Regions from separate parts of the Capsicum annuum genome. Here region 2 is linked to region 1. The links are chromatin contacts, called in public Hi-C maps. All regions are on one chromosome and are shown on one strand. Each heading gives the region's core, a stretch centred on a gene start, on an enhancer-like site or on the middle of the called end of the contact. The rest is flanking DNA. Distances are from core to core; before and after follow the strand shown.

Region 1 (6,416 bases), core at 3,060-5,559:
GGTAAGCATAAAACTTATTTGATTTGCAGTCCAGACACTTGAAGATGTCACACATATTGATATTGTCACTTGACAAAAATCCATATGAAAATCCCTAAAGAATTCAAAATGCCTAAAGCATATAAAGTTTTTTTAGAAACTTGTTTATTATCCTTATAAGGGATAAATTGATGGTCCAAATATTATTAAAACTCTTGGAGAGTTTTCAAAAGCAATAAAATTATTTGCTGAAATGAGAAATATGAAGTACCATATCTTAATGCAATTGGTGCACAACATTAATGTATTTTGCAAATACTACAAGGCCTGATATAGCTTTTTCAGTCAATTTATTAAGCAAGACATATTTTTGCTCCTACAAGGAGACATCAAAAGGGGATAAAATACATGAATTTATTTTATTCTAAAGCTTACAGTCCCGATTTTGTTGATTATACTGATGTTGGGTATTTATTTAACCCACATAAATCTCGATCTCAAACATGCAATGTGTTCATATGTGGAGATACTGTCATATCTTGGAGATATACAAAACAGTCTATCTAGTACTTCATTAAACTATGCTGAGATAATAGCTATTCATGAAGCAAGCCGAGAATATGTATGGTTGAGGTCTATGATACATCTCATTCGAAAAAAATATTGTGTGAAATGTGACAATGTACTCACAATTTATACAAAGATAATGCAACATGCATAACATATCTTAAAGGAGGATTCACAAAAGGAGATAGAACGAAGCACACTTCATCAAAGTTTTTCTATACACGTGAGCTACAAAAGAATGACGATATTAATGTGCAACAAATTTGTTCAAGTGATAATGTGGCTGATTTATTCATCAAGTCTTCTTCAATTACAACTTTCAAGAAGATGGTGCACAAGATCGGGATACAAAAGTTCATTGATGTTCTCATCTGGGGGAACAAATACGCGTTGTACTCTTTTTCCCTTTCAAAGTCTTGTCCCACTGGGTTTTCCTTGTAAGGTTTTTAATGAGGCAGCTTAAATGCATATTGTTAGAGGTGTGTACTCTTTTTCCTTCACTAGATTTTTTTTTTCACTGGATTTTTTCTAGATAAGGTTTTAACGAGGCACATTATCATTAATTAGACATTCAAGGGGGAGTGTTATGAATATATTTACATTATAGTGAAGGTCTATCAAGAGTATAGATAAGATCTATCAAGATCTAATAAGATCTATCAATATCTAGTTGATATCTATCAAGATTTGAAGTATTATCTTTTAGTCAGAAACTAGGAGTAATTTATCCTATAAATAGAAGGAATTCCTTTGTTGTAAATCATCCTCAAGGATCTCAAGAGATCTTTCAAGATAAATAAGAATTACTCTCTCTTCTCTCTACTCTTGTTCTTCTTTATTCTTTTATTGCTTTATAACAAAAGAATGATTGTTGTTCCTATATATAAATATAGAATTTCAGTTTGGTGCACCGTCGGTGTAGTTTATTTTTATACTATCAGATAACTCTTACCTGCTCCATTTCTTATGTAAAAATATAAAAATGAATGACCTGCTATAATAGATAAAAGTCACATGACGTGTAAAAAGAAAATACACCGACAGTACACCAAACTTAAACCCATAAATATAGGATCATAACGTAAAGTCAGATGCCTGCAACTCTAAATCGCTTCTCTTAATGGAGGAAATAGTTGACGGGGATCAATAAGATTTCAATTGTTGAAATTAATATGTTTTTTCTCAATTTTCTTAAGTACTGATGTTTTATGTACTTTCTTCGTTTCAAAATAATTGAATTATTGGAGTGTTTTTCAGTGTTTAAAATAATTGAATTGTTCATTATTTAAGATAGATGTTGAAATTTTTTTTCAATTTTATCCTTCGTTAATTAAAATTTTCAAGGATGAGTTCCAATGATCATTACTAATGTTTTGGAATTTGAAAAGGACAAAAATAAAAAAACATGACTAATTTATGTCTTTGTCTTTTTTTCTTAAGATGTGTGTCATATTTCAACAATTCAATTATTCTGAAACAAAGGGAGTATATTTTATTATTGTGCCGATGAGAGTTAATTCTCAATTTACTTACTTTTGATCTTGTCTTTCTTCCGCAGGATAGCAAATATATGTCCGTACCTAAACACAATGGTAATGAATTGAACCTTTTTCTTGCTTTGTCGAGATTATTTACTCTGCCCTACCCTATAAATCATGCATTACTCATGTTGTTAGTGGGACTCACTATATACAATATTTTTAGTTCTTTTTTTATTTTATTGATTGTATATTTATGCAGTTTTTTATATATTGTAAATTGGTCTGATAGAGCTAAATTTACTTATGTTTTACAATAGGAGGAGATTTGAAGAGATTTGAAGAGAAAGATATTAGTCTATTAATTTGTTCCCTTTATCTAGAACTTAAACTCTATGTTTCAAATCTTTAAGGTTTCTCATATTTGAATCCATTATTTTTTATAATTATTGGTTCAAATCAATTTTAATAGATTTTAACATATAAATATATGCTACACTTAAAGTAACAAGGCGGGACAACTCTATATCCGCTTATGCGGAAGATACAGTAATAGATAGAGAAGGTCTATGAAATAAAAAGCCAGTTGATCATGTGGCGTAAAACAGATGTACGTACTCTTACCTTAAGACAATTTTCCATCATGAGTTGAACAAATCGTGGGTGCGCGGCTGTCATATGTTTGAAGAGACCATTCACGAGTTTGAATTAACGAAGAATAAAGAGAGAGTACTTTTTTCTACAGAAAACCTAAGCTACACATAGTGTATGTCACGAGCTTGAATCGTGAAGAATAAAAAAAGATTATTTCTTAACAGAAAACCGAAGTTACAGCACACAATACAACATTATGTTGAGATGGAAACTTAAGCCATAAAGGGTTAAGCTAATCACTAGGTAAAACTCAAAAATGTTTCAACTGGAATGACAAAAATATTTCAAATAAAAAGACGGTAAGTGTTGTTCTAAGAATAATGAACAAGCTACGCCACAAAAAGAATAAAATAGAACATGCACCAACATGGACTTTTTATCAGCTAATACAGAAACTCACTAAAATGCAACAACTGCGGTGTATATCATATCTTAAGAAATATACTGAAGATCAGACTTTTTAACACATAAAGCTAGAAAGAAAAACATAACAGTGAATAATTACTATAGTAAAGATAAGAGTAATTGAGAGGTAATGCTAGGAAAGAAAAAGAATTAAAAAGGTGTCCATGTCAGATAACAACATATAAGAATTAAGATGTCAGTTGCCCTCTAATATTGCATGGTTGTAGAAAACCCTCCTTTTGGTTAAGAACAAGATTTTTGTTTTTTTAAGAGTTATACTCCTGCCATCTTTACTTGTTCACTATCAATTTGATATATATTTCAAGAAATAGTAATAAATAATAAAGTTAATTTAATGATTACTCTTTATATTTGAGATTCTACTCAAACCTCTCTTGAAAAATTTCACTTAATATATTGTAATTAAAAGTTCATAGATTTTATATGTTGACTAAGTATGCTTTCTCACAAAATGAAAAGAAATAGTTATGAACAATTTTCCAATTAATTAATGATGAAATTCATATCTAAGTCAATATTCTTTTTAATTATATTTGTTAACAAATAAAATACGTGCTTTGGTCACGCCTAAAGTGTGTCCATCAGCCACTTAGAACTTTTGTGGTAAAATATATATGTATTTACACTAATATATATGTGTGTGTATTTATATTTATATTTATATTATTATATTAAAGTATGAAGGATCTTTAAAAATTGATTTAAAATTTTTACACTTCATTAAAAATTTCACTTAATATATTGTAATTAAAAGTTCATACATTTTATATGTTGACTAAGTATGCTTTCTCACAAAATGAAAAGAAATAGTTATGAACAATTTTCCAATTAATTAATGATGAAATTCATATCTAAGTCAATATTCTTTTTAATTATATTTGTTAACAAATAAAATGCGTGCTTTGGTCACGCCTAAAGTGTGTCGATAGTCACTTAGAATTTTTGTGGTAAAATATATATGTGTTTACATTAATATATATGTGTGTGTTTATATTTATATTATTATATTAAAGTATGAAGCATCTTTGAAAATTAATTTGAAATATTTATACTTCATTAAAAATTTCTACAATAAATAAAATTATTTAATTTTAAATAATCAAACTTTACACGTGCGAAACACTTGCGAATAAACTAGTAATAATTAATAATATATGTTTGGTTGGTTAAGTAATTTTTGCTTCAATAAATAAATAGGGGGATCGGCATATATGAATGAAGAGGGGGACCCGTAACCTATAAATAAATTTTGGAGATGAGTGGAAACACAAGAGTTGGCATGGGCATTCATCGTCCGCTCTTTTTCCCACAACACATCATTCTACAGAAACACAGAATCGACAAATTTCTAGGAAGATTCATTCCCCAGCAATTGGGTTGATTTTTACAGAGAGAGATGCATACACCTAAATCTTAGTTTTTTGCATTTGGCGTGGGAGACAATTAATTATGTTTGGATGCAAATGCTTTCGTTGGAGCAAACTTTCAGATCTCTCTTCCCGTGAACCTGACACGTTTCTTCTGCCAGCACCCATCCCTCAATGGCCCCAAGGTATCCCAATTGCCTTATTAATTATCTCTTCTCTATTGATCTTTTTCATTGGCTGTCAATTCTTATTATCTGAATTTTGTTGCTCAATTGTCACTTTAATCAGTCAATCAACTGCCACCTCAATATCAAATTACTTAGTTGGTTGGGCTACATGAAATTTTCATTGTTAGACTGTTTTTATGTAATCCGGATATGCTTCATCTCACATAGGGTTTGTTGCGCATTAGATTTTAACATGTAAGGTTTTATCCTCTTTATTATGTATCCATTGTTATGCCTACCTTTGCATTGAAAAGAAAAGAACATCTTTTTTGACTGAAATGCTTCAATGTTCCAGCAAAACTGGAAATTACATGTCCATCCCAGTGGCATGTTGCAATATTCTTCATCCAATTACCGTGACTATGTCTTTTGTTTTGTTTATCTTAGTTTGAACTAATAGGTTCCGCATTCCACGAGGTTCATGTAACACCCCTAGGCAAATTCCACATTGACAAACACGGGGCAAATTCCACATTGACAAACACGGGAGAGATGCTGGGTATATAAGGAAGCAAGTGTTAGACTCTAATGACGCGTTTTAAACCCGTGCAGGCCTAGGCCCAAAGCGGACAATATCACTAGCGGGCTGGCTATGACAGCTCATGTTTCTACTGTGGTTTGGTGACCGACAATGATCAACTTTAAAATGATTTCTGTTGTTCTCGAGAAGAATAATGTTTAATGTATGTTAAGAAAAAAAAATTAATGTGTGCCTTCTTAAAGAAAAAATAGAAGAATGTATGCTACTGTTTGTGGTGAAATATGCATGAGGTGGTGGTAACGACTGATTCTTTTAGCACTGGCAAAGAAAGATTCTAATCGTTTTCGTGTTTCCAAGCACATTATTGAGTGTGAAACATTCTTAACTGGTAGTTTCTCTTTTACCACTCTTTCATGCTTTTAATTCTATTTGCCCCTTCTTACAATTTACAAGGGCTCTTCAAGTTTTAATACCTAGAGTTTTCAATGAAGTACTGTTGTCTGGGAAGAGGCTGTTGTAGTCTTTTGATTGATAGGCACAAGGACAGGGAGCAGTAAAATGGAAACTTCCTGATGTTATTTTGTTTTACAAGAAAACGAAACTAGCATAAGTTTCTTAAATGTGAATACTTTCTGAAAGTTCCTCGTGCGTTTGTTTGTCCAGTAAAATCTTATGTAAAACTGCTTTCAAGATTTGTCCAACTCACTTAGTTTTCCTTCATGATTTAACTTCCATATATTAAAGCAGGATGTTGTTTTTCTGTCAATTTCTTGTTCAACTGATTAAGTTTCACTTCAATTTTCCTCTCTTCCATGTTTTCTATGTTGTACTTTCATTCCCATCTTACAGGAGGTGCCTTTCCATTCGAAAAAGACTTAAAAAACTTTGCAGACTGATTTAGCAATTTGCTAGATACGTTATCACTAAAATTTTAATTCTGAATTTTCATCTTCAATCCACTAAACGAAATTCTTAAGAGTTTGGATAAGTTTGTTTTGGATAGTTTAGGATTCTTAGTTGTTATTTGAGATGAAAGCTAATTATTTCATGGCTTAAATGAGTTTTTTATTCAGCTTCTAAGTTTTCATTTTGATCAAACGACTCTTTGGGGTTAAACATAAGAATTTGTTATTCTACTTCTTTCTTCTACTTGGAAAAGACATTGTATATGTTCTTGGGAGTGCATTAGTTTTCAGACTCACTTGATATGATGTGTTAGTTTATGGGTTGTCGAATC
Region 2 (6,745 bases), core at 1,478-3,977, 530 kb after region 1:
TATCTAGGATTTGTATTTTTTTTATCTAAGTCTTTTTTTATCTTTGATTACCCCTATCTGTTGTATACCTTTCCTAACATTGTATAATTTTGTACCTAGTTCTATTAATGTGTAATCTTTTTCTATTTCTTCTATTGTTAATAGATCATGTAATTCCTCGCACATTGTTACCTTTTTATTATCATTACAAATACAATTTTCTCCTTTATCACATTCTAGAGTTTTTTTTTTTTTTATTTGATCATTTGAGCTTTCGATTTCTCCTGTCTTATCTTTAAGAAAATGATATTTAGTTAGCAGTGGTTGTGTCTGTACTAGTGAGTGAGTGACATTACTAATGAATATTACCCAATTTTTCGTAACAAAACATCCGTCATTATTTTGCATCATAAAATCTAATCCTAAGACAAAATTTTGTTTTATATTTAAATCTCTAACTAGTATTTCACTAAGTGTATATGATGATTCGTAGAATTTTTCACAAGTATTAATAAAACTTACCTTTGTTTTTGGTATATAGTCTGTATAGGTATTATGGGTCCCGTTCATTTGCATGGATTGTTGAGGTTTTGACAATTTTTTAATTAATTTTGATGGTAAAATTCTACTATTTAAAATATTTTTTATGCATCCTGAATCAACTATAGCTAATGTTTCGAATTCATAGTCTTAAATTTTTATTCTTGCTAAAATTTTGACTGTATTTATCTTCTTTTCTTCATTACATACCATTCCTTCAAATGATATCTTTATTAATTTTTTCTGTTTAACTTTATTATTTTCAACAGATGTATTCAATAATTCTATCTCTACTAAATCTTCTTCTCTGATTATCTGTTTACTATATACTTTTATCTATAATCTTTTTAGTCTTTCTTCTAATTTTAATATTCTGTCTTCTGCTGTTCTAGTTATTGGTTCCTTCGTATAAAAATTATTTAAATTATTTGTTGATTTTGGAATTTCTAGGATTTCTGAGGTTTTCCTATACATTTTATGCATCCTTCTTTATAGCATTTCTTATATTTTGCCCTTTTGTTTTTACTTGAAAACCATTTACAGAAACAACACTGGTTACTGTCTAATCATTTTCCTTCCTCAAATTCATGTTCACACTCTTCTATCAAATTTACCAAATCATAATAATCTGAGTTTGTCTTTTCTAATCTTATTTCATTTATAAATTCCTCTTCTCCAGAATCTGAAGAATCAGATTTATCTTTTTCTTCTTCAAACACTTCCATACTCCTAATGGAGTATATACTTTCATTATCTGACATATATTCATCTACATTTATCAAATTTTCATTTACATCTTCTATTAATTGTGCATTCCTAGATCTAGTATTGTTTCTTTTTGGACAAGTATTTGCTAAGTGCTCTATACTTCCGCAGGTAAAGCATTCTAATCTATATTTGTAGGTTCTACTAGTATTATATTTTCTTACATGTTTATTCTTATCTAGGTATGACTTTCTTGTGTTTGATCTTCTTAAGTACTATTTCTTCCTAGGGTGATAGTCTTTTTTATATGTCTTTTTCTTTTTATAATCTTGGTCATAATGTTGTGTAGTATATATGTTTTTACAAAAATCTATATCACTTTTTTTTAATTGTTTTTGTAGTTGTATATTTGTACATTTTTCTTATAATATATCCATTACATGTATTCTTTTCCTTATTCACCATTGGTTGTTTGAGTTTTATATTACTCCTTCTCTTTTGAATCATTTTTCTTCTATCTCTCTTCCTAGAGCTCCAGGTAATTTTTTAAATAATCTAGCTCCTAGACTCTGATCAAACGAGTTCCCACTAATTGTACAATAATAAAAATAGTCATTTAGAAATTATTTAATCCTTGATCAATTATTCATACTTAGTTGTTCTAAATGTATTAGGGTTTTTTACTACAATACTACTAATCCACTATTGAGATCTTCTCCTGTTAGTAGAGTATATACTTTGTTTACAAAATTGTATGGATATATATATATATATATATATATATATATATATATATATATTAAATAGTCTATTTCTAATGATAATGTTAAGTCTGGAATATCTTATATCATGTGCTTAAGTTGTTGGACTAAGAGCTACTAGAATTAGGAATAATTAGAAGATCCAAATCAAGACATGGATCAACAACGATCCCCCACTCCACTCCACTATCCCACCCTCAAATATTCTTTTTAACAAAAGTTCATAATTTTTTCTTACCCCACTCCCCTTATTCTATTCATTCTCATTATATTGTATTAAATATATACAAAAAAATTTTAAAAAAATATTTTTCAATTTGCGTAACGAACACAAGAAAAGAAGTAATAAACCATTTGTTTTTCTAATTTTTTTTTTGTATTTCATACCGAACACTTCCTAGCATGCACAAAAAATATATTCAAACTTTTTACTTGTCGTTGTTGATCACGTTTCAAAACACTCAAAGAAAATAAAATTTATTGTTATAAAAAATAAATTCAATTATATTTATTGTGATCTACTCTTGTATTACTTTTGTTAAAATTTATATGAATTTAATAACTTAATATATTTACATGATATAATTTATGACAGATTAGCTAAAACAAATATATTATTAATAAATTTAATATTAATAATAATTAAAAATATCTTAATACATTTATCAGTCATGCTATAATATCAGTTGTTAAACAGTAGCGACATTATATTGTACTGGATAATATCATGCCATACCATACCATATAATCCTACATTATGCGACCGCACAAACCACCATCCAAAGTGTGACCTTCTCCAACACTCCCCCTCCCCTCCCTTACCTACCTACGCTCAACATTTGCTCTCCCTTTTCTTCTTGAAAATCAAGAAACCCCTAGTCTTTTTTTTTTTCTTTTTCATTTGATGAAAGACACTCTTGGTCTAATGGAGTTGGGTTCAATTTCTACTGAAGAGAATATGGTGATGTTATCATCTGAGGCTTCTTCATCATACCCTGATGACTCTGAACTTGAATTGGGTCTTGGACTCAGTCTTGGTGTTGCTGCTGTTCCCAAGTCTAAAACTGGTCAATATGCAAAAATCTTGACACCCAATGATTTCTCTTCACCTTTGGCTTCTAATTCATCATCTTCATGTTCATCTTCTTCAGCTACAAAAGCTAATAATGCTTCTTGTGGCACCAAGAGACCTGCTCTTTCTATTTCTCCTCCTCGTTCTACTCTCAGGTATTTATTCTCCTCGTTTTTTTAAGCGGTGTACAATTGATCATTGTAGTTCGTAGTTCGGCACATAGCGGGAGCTTTAGTGCACCCGGCTCCCCTTTATTATTCTTCCATCAATTTCCGTAGGATATGATTAGGTGTGTGTTTGATGCTTTGCCAACGGATTTTCTTTCGTCTATATTCTTCTACTATGATTATTTGATGTAACTATGCATCATTTTTTTTCCTTTTAAAGATATTGTTCTTCTTATTTCATCTTGTTTGATTTGAGCAAAATATTTGTTTGCTGTACATTTGGTTCTCTAGGAATTAGATACCTATGATGAAGTGCATTTTTTTTTCAGTTCTTTTTATGATAAACATTTATCTTGTCTGTGTCCTTTCTATATCTCTGAATTATATTCTTCCTCGTGGTAGGATATTGTACTTTACTAAACCTCCTAATTTTTATTCAGTATTTCTGTCCATTCATCTTAAGGAAGAATCTTGTTTGAGGTGACACAAAGCTGAAGCAGCAACTGGGGGACTCATCCTTTTTAATATTTGACAGCAACTAGTAGCGCAAACATTGTTCTAGGAGAAAGAGTCAAAGGGAGAAGGGGTGGGGGAGTAAGCTTCTTCAAATTTTATGTGGAAGAAGATGGGCTTATATGTTGATTTTATTATGTCAACAGGATGCACACACAGATAACACCATCTCTGGTTTTTATTTGACATGATTTTAACAATGCAATGGGTTTCATGTTGATCGATGATTCTATCAAATTAAATTGATCTCAACTATTCATAGAATTCTTGAAGATGCAATATGTTTCTGGTCAAAGACTACTTTGTAAAAACCCTTGGAACCAGAAGTCATCAGTCTGGTAATTAGAAATGGAAATAGTAACTGGATGTCAGGTTGTTTTCTTCTTCTTTTTTTCCGTACAAACAATGACAACCTTATGGCTAGAGCATTGGGACAGAGGTTCTTCTCGTAGATTTGGTTTTCTTTCTCATTTCCATTAAATGGTGAATGAGTGATGGATGTACTTCTTACTACCTGATATAAACTACTAGCCTCTTCTAATGATACAATTTTATTCCGAGCATACTGTTTTCACAAGAGAAGTATTTTGGATGTACCAATAAAAAAAGAAGTATTTCAGATGTGTAGAAGGTCATGATTTAAAGGAGTTCCATTTTTTAGAGAAACCATTGACATACCAAACCAAGCGGGTGATGACAAAAAGGGGGAAAATGAAATAACAAATGAAGCAAGAGAAAATTTTTGATATTTCGTTAAAGTTTCTCTAGTCCCTTAAATGTTCTCGTAATAGCAGCCAAGAATATATGTTAGGACGCTTTTCCACTGCTTTCTTCTTCTAGCATCCTGTGTTGTCATGCTCCTACTTGCTGAACTGTCTCCACCATTTCTTTAAGAAGATTCTATGGAACGCTGAAGATGGGTAATACCACGGTCAGTATCCCAAGACATAACTGCAATGCAATAGGAAACATCCATGACCCCATTTATGGCTTTTGCACATGCAATGCCAACTAACAGCAATTCATCCTCTTCTTACTCTTGAGTTGTTTATTATTAATATGGCCTCCCCTGCTATTGATGTGGAGATAATGTTCTTCATATTATGTCATTTTAGATCAATCTCTTTTTCTCAACCTTTTCTTGCATAATGAGTCCGTTATGGTATTTTAGACACTAGGATAAGATGAGCTGTTGTGAGAGAGTTTTCCATCTCCAGGATGATAAATTTGAGAGAGAATTAGGTATACATCAAAGTATTGGAAGTTTTATGAATGATTTTAATCTTAGTCGAGCGAACATGAATTGGATCTTTGGCAGAACTATTGTTTACACAACATAAAAGAGAAAAAACAGATTTATCCTCTATTCAACTAACGTTTAAGAGCATTTGGAGCTAGAAAACTAAATCAATTTCCCATAGAAAAGAGAGGATGCTCTTTTGAATGTTGTGCTGGTTTTCATTTTTTACAATTGATGATTGCTAGAGACTGCATTATGCATGAAACTTAGGAGGATTTTGACATTGAATTCCTGACGAACGTTGCATCTCTGTGTACAGTTGTTATACACACTCTTTATGCTAAAATTACCTTACCTTCTCAAGATAAAAAGGAGCTGCATCTTATAAGTTAACGGTTTCATGGTACCAATTGACTAAGTTTATGGCTAGTTGTTCATTAAAGAGTGTGGTTATATAAGTTTGGTGCCATTCTTTAGTTGTGCTATTCCTTGAAGTGTTTCACTTCTAATATTTCTGGGGTTGGAGAAAATGGTTTGCCCTCTGGGGCAACTTATTTTATATAAAATGAACAAATTCTCTTTGGAGCATTTGTTATGGTCTATATGTTTGCAATCTAATGTGGTATTGTTCGATATCATTATTACTTGTATAAGTATGACAAGTATACATCGTTTAACGTGTGATTTCATATTGACTTCATACAAAGGTACCTTCTGGAAATGTAAAATGCTACTTCAGTATTTTAATTGGTCATGCCTTCTATTTAAATAATAAAGACATGCTACATTTTTAGTATGTTCATATGAATTTGATTCCTTTAGATAACAAATTCATATCTCTTCTATGTAAAACTCGACGAATAATGTGTGTGGTGTAAGAAAACTGTATGGTATAGGTACAGCTTTGATAGATGTTATTCAAATTGTTGAGCTTAGGATTTGTATCTGGCTCTTAACCGTCATTTCTCACTTTTTAGTTTTACCTATGCATCCATAGGCCTTCTCAGATCTGACATTATTTTCATGTATGGTTCTTTTGATTGTTCTGCTACTTGGCACCCCTGAAATTGATGTCGTCCTACCACTTATGGCTAAGCTATGTCATCACTATTATGGCACATATCATCGCATTTGAAATTTTTGCTGCATCAGAGGAAAATATATCTTTCTTTTTTGATGACCTTGGTGTCCGGGCCACCTTTCACGCACCTCGATTAATTTTTTTGGGATACATACCACCTCCCACCCACGTCAGGTATCAGGTAACTCTGTCCACCAAGGCTAGAACAGATGAAAAGAATCACCTAGTGTTTTTTGTCTATGTTGCGAGTTGAACCTTGGACCTCATGGTCCTTAACCCACTTCATTGACAACTAGTCCACGCCCTTGGGTGCCTGTATCATTTTTTTCTTCTTCCTTACAAATGTAGGTGATGCATTTGCTTAGTGAGTAGACTATAATTAGCTGTTTAACATACTTTTCTTTCTTTTTGACTTTTTCTGCTTTTATTTGTTACTACTAAACTTTTTCTTGAAATCCAACAATGCAGCCAGGTTGTTGGATGGCCTCCTATAAGAACTCATAGGATGAACACCCTAGTTAACCAGACAAAATCACCAGTCCCAGAAGAATTTTCCAGGACAACTGAGAACTGCGAAAGTAAGAATACTATCACGAGTGCTGGGAGCAGCAAGATCGACAGCTTTACAAAGGAGAAAGGGCTTGTCAAGGCTTCCCTATTTGTGAAGGTCAATATGGATGGAGTTAC

What was found. Hi-C and Micro-C count contacts between places; a contact is called where the count stands out from the background.
Region 2: a Hi-C map of leaf shows a contact between it and region 1, with 2.2 times the contacts expected there. The contact joins the promoter of LOC107842523 here to the promoter of LOC107842521 in region 1. A contact is called at or near these places in 2 of 5 Hi-C or Micro-C datasets (leaf and placenta).

The regions. Positions count from the first base shown.
Region 1 is chr9:113,679,976-113,686,391 of UCD10Xv1.1, forward strand. LOC107842521 reads left to right here and starts at 4,310. Exons shown (of 3, transcript XM_016686419.2): 1 at 4,310-4,656. The coding sequence starts at 4,554.
Region 2 is chr9:114,210,960-114,217,704 of UCD10Xv1.1, forward strand. LOC107842523 (auxin-responsive protein IAA13) reads left to right here and starts at 2,728. Exons shown (of 5, transcript XM_016686421.2): 1 at 2,728-3,212; 2 at 6,527-6,745. The coding sequence starts at 2,890.